2 separate regions of the Mus musculus genome follow, and region 1 is linked to region 2. The links are chromatin contacts, called in public HiChIP or PLAC-seq maps. All regions are on one chromosome and are shown on one strand. Each heading gives the region's core, a stretch centred on a gene start, on an enhancer-like site or on the middle of the called end of the contact. The rest is flanking DNA. Distances are from core to core; before and after follow the strand shown.

Region 1 (3,654 bases), core at 467-2,966, 490 kb before region 2:
TATAAGATTGTGTCAAAGTGTTTTGCATCTAAAGTTTTCTTTCCATGTCTTTCTGGATCTTCCCTATTTCTTTTCCTGTAGAATGTTGCTTCATGGTTTTTGCCTTTATTGCTTGGTAGAATTCTGCAGGTACGTTGCTACTGATTCGTCATTAGCTCTGCATTATGTCTGAATGTGATTTGTCTTCTTATTTTTTCTACTTTTTTTTGATATTTTCTTTTTTAAATATCTGGTTTTTTACTATATGTATGAGTGTGTTGCTGGATTCGTGTCTGTGTACCACATGCGTACCTGGTGCCCTCGGAGGTCAGAAGAGGACAGCAGACTCCTTGGAATTAGAATTAAAAATGGAAATGATTCACCATGTGGGTGCTGGGAATCGAATCCAGGTCTTTTACAAGAGCAGCAAGTGCTCTTAATCACCAAGCCATCTATCTGTCCAGCCCTGTTGGGCGGTGTTTCTTAATTTCAGTATGACCATATTTATTAGTACATTCTTTGGCAGTCAGCCCTTCTGTGTCTTATGTAAGAAATCTTTGTTTCTTTTTAAGATCTAAGGTTTGGGTTTTCATTGTGTGCATTTTCCTTACTGGCGAGTGCAAGTCCTTTTCAGATGTATTCTATTTTAGAAAGATCTTAGTTATATTTAGGACTTTTTCTTCCGTGTAAATTCTAGAATGAGGTTTCTCAGAAACTTCTTTGCATCTTGATTTAATCCATACTGACTTGATGCCCATTTGGTTTGCGTTAACGTTCAGATATTATTGAGTTTGTCATAAACTTGTCATAATTTACATGTTTTTAAGTAATTCCAATAATGTTTTATAATTTCAACCTCAAGAGTCTTGTTTTTCTGTTGGATTCATTCCTGGGTTCTTTTTTATTGCTGACTTAATTTCAAAGTAAACCGTAATCCTTTGTAGCAGTGTGCAGAAAAGTGTAGCTTTTAAAATATGGGGCTTCAAGGGATTTGTTTAATTCTCTTCTTTTGATCATTTATCTTTAGATTCATTCAAGTTTTTTATGTAGACAGTCATCCATAAAAATAATAGTTTTATGTCTTCGTGCTAATCATATTCAGAACTGCGGATTCTGAAATCTTATTTATAATCTAAGTTTGGTACAAATAGTGATGAGGCTTATCAGGTGTCATGGCAGACACTGATCACAGCTGCTCGGAGAGATACAGGCAAAAGCATCAAGAATTCAAGGTCACCCTCAGATGGAGGGCTGCCTCTGCAGACAAGAGCAACAGAAAAGGAACAAGTGACAGAATTGTTGGGGCTGGGTACAGGCTTTCAGTCCCCACAGCATATGGTGTCTCTGAGTCGGATTCTAAGTTTTGGGGATAGGTAGGTCCATGTGTCATCCAGCTGTAGGTCCTGAGACGTTGCCAGTAGAGTATGCTACGGTCCCCTTAGGAACAGCTAGGGTATGAAACAGAGAAAGCAGTCCCATAAAGCAAAGAATTGCCCAAATTCCATTCAGCTTCAAGTTCTCACAAGATATTGTGCCATTAAAAACCAGAGTATAACTACCTGAGTCTAGAACATAACTTTGATACATAGACACACACACATATAACTTTTCTCAGATTTTATTATACATAATTTCCCATGACTTCACTACTCCGTGCACATGTGTGTGTGTGTGTGTGTGTGTGTGTGTGTGTCTGCCCACGCGCATGCACACGTGCGTGTATTAACTGAGGACTGAGTTACCCATGAGAACAGCTTCCTCTTCCTGCAGCATCTGGCTGTTGTTGCTTCAGCTGCACTCAGTATGCGCCAATCCATCTGTTTTTCTGCGATTCCCATGGAGACTGAATCTGTATAATTTGCATGTTCTTATTGTCTCTTTCTCCTAACATTTTTTTTTACTGGCATTTTTTAAGCCGAGGTCTGTGTCTTCCAGGATGGGGTGGGGAGCTCATTACATGTCGCCGGGTGGGTGAACCAGCTGACCCACTGAGAGGATTGGCAGCTTGCACCTTGATCTCTCAGAGTGAGCTGCTGCAAACCAAACCAAAGTGTGGCTTCCATGCACTCACCAAGCTTAGGAGGACAGGGTTGTACACTCTGAGTGTCCCTAACTCTCTCCCTACGAAAGCTTCGGCTATGCACAGCCCAGCTGCCAGCCGCTTTTCAGTCAGTGCCACAGGAAGCAGAATCAGCCAGCTAATCCTTTCCCAAGTTCCCGACTTGAGATGTTGTAAGATGCAGAAATGGTAGGCTGTGAACTTTAACTTGTACTGCCATAAGGGGCAGAAACAGTAAGTCTCTGGCGTTACTGGGCTGGAGAATCTGCCTTCGTTCCTTTCTGGAAGGGTTCCTTTCTGAACTTGTGGATTCCCTGGAGAAGTTGGACTTCTCTTTGGCTTCAGCTAGAGCGCTCCGGGAGAGGAGCCAGAGATGTCCCGAGGCTATGCATTTTTTTGTGTGTGTGTGAGAACTGTAGTTTGGCAGACATTTTAAAATGAGTTACCAGCCCAGGAATCTTGTGTCTGGGTGCTCAGGCTCCTTCCAGCTGGTATCCTCAACTGTCTACTGAGTGGTAGACAGGTGCAGGCTGAGTTTTGGCAGGGCTGTCACTGGGGACTGTAAGAGAGCAAGCTGTCTTCCTGTTCCTGGTATCTGTAGGTTCCTAGTGAAAACCCCTGCTTTCAGAACCAGCCCTGGCTTCCTGGTTGTTTCCCAGAGATTCTGCATTGAGACCCCGCCATCTTCCAGCATGTTCGTGTCCTTTGGCCTCTTCCTCCCCCCTCTTCTTCTTCTTCAGAGTCATGCCATTGGCTGGCCTCTGCCCCTCAGCACTCTTACTCATACTAAAAGTGCTCATTTCAGTTACCTTACCTTCTAATCCAGAGCGAGCATGCGCACCAACTGGCTCCTTTGGTGGGTGTCTCAGATTACTCCTTTAGCTGATGATAAGCAGCTTGAGAGCCGAGAAGGCCTAACCATTTGTAATTCCCAGTGGTGTTCATTAACTAATTTAGATTCTGTGACCTTTGCTGTGTTTACATTTTCGCCTCCAGACAGAACACAGTGTGTTTGGAGGGGTGATGCTCACAGAGGCTGGAACTCAAGGAATGATTGTCTTGATCTTGGGGTTTGCTAACACAAGCACAGGTGAAGGCCCCAAGAGGCCCACATAGTGATCACTCCATTGTTCCAGAGCTTGGCTCCGGTTTTCAGGGGTTCTGCTTCTTCGCCGGGAGGGCGAACACCAGCCGTGTCCAGATTTGTGTGTTTATATTTGGAGGATGAGAGTGCTGAAGTCCAGTTTCTCATTAGGGCTTCACGGCACAGTAAATGGAAAAGCCTGAGAAACTTGTAAGTCTGGATGTGTCTCCTCCTGCTGAGTTTTGTGGTGGCTGTCCCGAGTGTGTGCACTCTTGTGTCTCCTCTTGTCTCTCTAACTCACAAGTCCCAGCCCTCATGAACTCACTTCTGCTTTAATAACACGCCACTGTGTATCCTGTAGCCAAATCTAGTCACTGTCAATTTCTTTGGTAAATAGGACACTTTTCTTACCATAACGCCCACATTCCATTTCCTTTTGTAACAAGTGTCATTTTCGGTATATACTTCAACCCTTACAAATGGTTGTGAGCCAACGTGTGGTTGTTGGGAATTGAACTCAGGACCTCTGGAA
Region 2 (3,671 bases), core at 783-3,282:
CTTCTACTGGGTGGGTCCAAGGGTTTTAACTAAGGTCATCGGCCTTTAGCCACAAGCATCTCCAACCCATTGAGCCATCTCATCAGGCCCAAGGACTCAGGATCTGGACTCAAGATTTTTTTTTTAACTTAACTATAGTACAAAAGAGAAATGCATTCAGAAGAAAGAGGACTTCCGGAGTTTTAATTTTGATTTTTTTTCCCCCACACTATTGACACACTGCAAAACCCTCTTGCAATTTGGTTGGTGTCATAGAGCCTTGCCTCCTACTCTGCATGCAAGCACAAAGGAAAGCAAGTGGCTCTCTGTAGGAGGCGAGAAGGTTGGTGTGGCATGTGGGGGCGGGAGGTGTCTCTGCCACCACCACGACCAGCAGAATAAAAATCCACGGGTGACAAGAAGGCAGTTTAGTTCAGCACGACTAAGTAGCTGGTGTTGGTGCAAACTTTGAGAGTCTGACCCTGAGTAGTTTATTTCAGGAATATTTAAGCACAGCACAGTTTGGTGGAAACTTAGTCCTATGTGCACAATAAAGCATAAAGTAAGCTAAGTAAAGATTGGGGGTGACTACATAGGAACTCTAGAGGACATGAGACATCTTTCATAGAGATGGGTTCTGAGCGAGCTGGGTGGTAGTGCATGCCTTTAGTCCAGCACTTGGGAGGCAAGGGCAGTGAATTTCTGAGTTCAAGGCTAGCCTAGTCTACAGGGTGAGTTCCAGGATAGCCAAGGCTACACAGAAAAAAAAAATCTGTCACAAAACAAAAGAAAGAAAGAAAGAAAGAAAGAAAGAAAGAAAGAAAGAAAGAAAGGAAGGAAGGAAAGATGGGTTCTAAAGATTGGCTGAGAAAAACAAGCTTATGGTGGGAAACCAAGTGTGGTCTGGGCACAAAGCACACAAAGGTCACCAGGCGATTAAAGGGTCACACCCACCCCAGCCTTCTGGGTTGATATCAGGTTAGACACCCCTACCTTTGAAGGAACAACACTGTGTTTAACATCCCGGGTTTCCCTACTGCTTGTCTGTGAGCACACGGGTACAACACACTGGTGTGCTGTGTCAGAAAGCAATGATGCACGTGGGGTAGGTGTGTCAAACACATTTTTGACTTATAATAACTTTCTCCTTTTTTTTGTTTTTTTGTTTTGTTTTGTTTTTTGTTTTTTTTGTTTTTGTTTTTGTTTTTTTTCGAGACAGGGTTTCTCTGTGTAGCCCTGGCTGTCCTGGAACTCACTTTGTAGACCAGGCTGGCCTCGAACTCAGAAATCCGCCTGACTCTGCCTCCCGAGTGCTGAGATTAAAGGCGCGCACCACCTTGCCTGGCAACTTTCTCCTTATTGAGGAGCCACTGAGGATGTGGCTCATATATGGACAGAACTTGTCATCATAAGTTGAGAAGCATGTGGCACAAACTTGGCTGCCCGTTACTATTTACTACAGGTGACAGAAAAGAGACCACAACAAGCTTTAACATTTTCTTATTTTCTTTCTCAGTTGCCTTCTCTTAAGGCCTTTCCCCATAACCACTTTTTTTGACTAGAAGGACCTCGGGACTCCTCCACAGAATGGCTTAAGTAGGGAAATGCCTAGTTTCTTGACCCCTGGGTCATTTTGACCCTAACAACAGGGAAAACGTCTTCCTGTGAAGGACTTGCTTGGTACCACAAGGCCCACTTCCTTGTCTAGCGCTGCCTGCTCACCGCCTTCATACCTGTAAGTGACAAGCGGCCCTCGGCAGGGTGAGTGACAGTTTGGGGACCATTTTGATCATGGCAAGGTGAGGTGGGAAGCTCCTGGCCATCTAGAGGAGAGAGGCCAGAGATGGAGCCAAAAATCCCACCAGGCACAGGGCAGGCCCTGTAACAAAGCGTTTGCTTCAACTTATGGAGGGAGATAACCCCTGTCCTCAGGGAACCAGCCTCAGGCCAGCCAATTCCCAAAGCAAATGCAAGTCTTCCCTTGTGAGCAATGGCGTAGCTGTGTGCCTGCCACAGAGCAGGACGGGCCATGGGCCACGCGTCCCCAGGGACTCAGGCAGAGAGAGAATCTATTTTTACTAGCATCTCTAAGCAACCGTGGGAACGCTTCACTTCTCGTGCCTGAGAAACCGAAGCAAAAGAAGACGTTTGTTCAGCATGCTTCTAAATAAAGGTCACCGACATTTCCAGGGGGTTTTTGTTTTTAAAGCTGGCAGTGTATATTTGGAAGTTTGATAGGGAAGGTTATTTGTGGAAGAAAAGTTCATAAACTCACAAGTCAAAGCCAGCCATGCCTGTCCTTTTTAGTAATAGTGGGAAGAAGTTGTCCTTGTTTGGAGAACTTCACCTCTCTGTGTACTTAGTGCGTTTCTTCCACAGACCTGTACCAGACAGCCCACAGTCTCTCTTCCAGTGTTAATCAAGTACCTAGGCGGGTTACAGCAGGTTCCTCACAGTCAGAGAACCCATGATTTTGAACATGGCAGAGTAATGTTGAGGAAATAGCTTGTCATATGCAAATTGATGAGTAAAATATGCAAATTGCTGAGTAAAATATGCAAATTGCTGTGACTACTCTCCCAGGCCAGCACACACTCACTCCTGTCTGGTCTCCCTTCAAAGCACACAATGGGCTTATTTTTGCATTGGCTTTTGAGTCAGAAACTAAAAAAAAAAAAAAAAAAAAAAAAAAAAAAGTTTCCTCTCAGGTATCTAATGACTCTATAAGGAGTGCGAAATCATGAAATCTCCCTCCCCTTCTCTCTCCTTTCCTCCCCCCACACCCTCTCCCTTTCTTTCCTCCCTTTGTCAATGCTGGTGTCAGATCCTGGGCCTCAAGCATGCCATGCCGGGGAAAACACTTTTTCACCCCTAAGCTACACGCATCTCAGTGTTTTCTTAACAGACAGCATGCGGCTCGAGGCACAGAGATCACGTGACTTGGGCCAGCTGCTGTCACAACAGCTAGACCTTTGTGCTTCCCTCGCGGGCCATCCCTGCCCTCCTCACCTCACAGGCAAACAGCTTGAACTGCAGCCCCAGGATCTTGTAGTCTATCAGCTGGTTCCCACGAAGCTGCGTCAAGGCCTCTTTAAGGTCTTTGATAGCAAGGTCGTACCTGCAGGACAGGAGGAGAAGAGAGCTGGTCCCATGCAGGTCATGGAGAGAGAAATGCAGAGCCCACGTCAAGAAGCCCTCCTGCTCTGTTTGACCTTCTCCCTTTTCTCCAACCCTGAGCGCAAAGACTTTTACAGACTATGTATGACTTTTGCACACTGGGGCTAACCAGCACAGCTTGTGGGGACCTTCCGTCTATGACAGCAATGTAGATTATTCTTCTCTAAGTGTTGTATGCATAGTTCCCACCTTTCTGATGACCTGAGTGACCTTCAAACACAGCTCTCAGCCTCACTGGAGAGCTCCAAGCAGAACCACCCTGCTTCTCTCTGGAAGAGTCTCAAAGCAGTCCCCACCACCCTCGCTCAAGGACAGATCTGCCTGGCCACAGCTGCCAGGGGTTCCTCGTTACAGCTATAGCTGTGGGTACCATCCTCCTGCCTAGAGCCTGTTGTGTCTTCTGTTGAGTCCAGTTTGAGGTTTGTGGCCTCTTGCCCCCTCCACACAGTCTGGGGAAGAGGGAGACGTTATCTCAGGTCTGTAAAGAATGAGAAGGTAGGCTTCCTGGACCCCTG

The links. HiChIP or PLAC-seq counts read pairs in DNA pulled down with a chosen protein or histone mark.
Region 1: a contact with region 2 is called in an H3K27ac HiChIP or PLAC-seq map of large pre-B cells, with 2.2 times the contacts expected there. The contact joins two enhancer-like sites. A contact is called at or near these places in 7 of 39 promoter capture datasets (the C10 cell line, cranial neural crest, embryonic stem cells and 4 more) and 4 of 115 datasets of contacts at active chromatin or transcription factors (cardiomyocytes, embryonic basal ganglia, embryonic stem cells and 1 more).

Annotation. Positions count from the first base shown.
Region 1 is chr1:153,307,228-153,310,881 of GRCm38.p6, reverse strand. The region is part of intron 1 of Lamc1 (laminin, gamma 1); the gene reads left to right. Among named protein-coding and RNA genes, the nearest start is that of Lamc1, 24 kb to the left of the region's middle. Within about 2 kb of position 1,716, at least 163 of the 459 cell types and tissues checked have an H3K27ac peak or open chromatin away from gene starts, as enhancers often do. A contact at or near this core is called in pre-B cells and trophoblast stem cells, where this site is marked.
Region 2 is chr1:152,816,417-152,820,087 of GRCm38.p6, reverse strand. Ncf2 (neutrophil cytosolic factor 2) reads right to left here. Exons shown (of 16, transcript NM_010877.5): 4 at 2,989-3,097. Among named protein-coding and RNA genes, the nearest start is that of Ncf2, 18 kb to the right of the region's middle. Within about 2 kb of position 2,032, at least 99 of the 459 cell types and tissues checked have an H3K27ac peak or open chromatin away from gene starts, as enhancers often do. A contact at or near this core is called in pre-B cells and trophoblast stem cells, where this site is marked.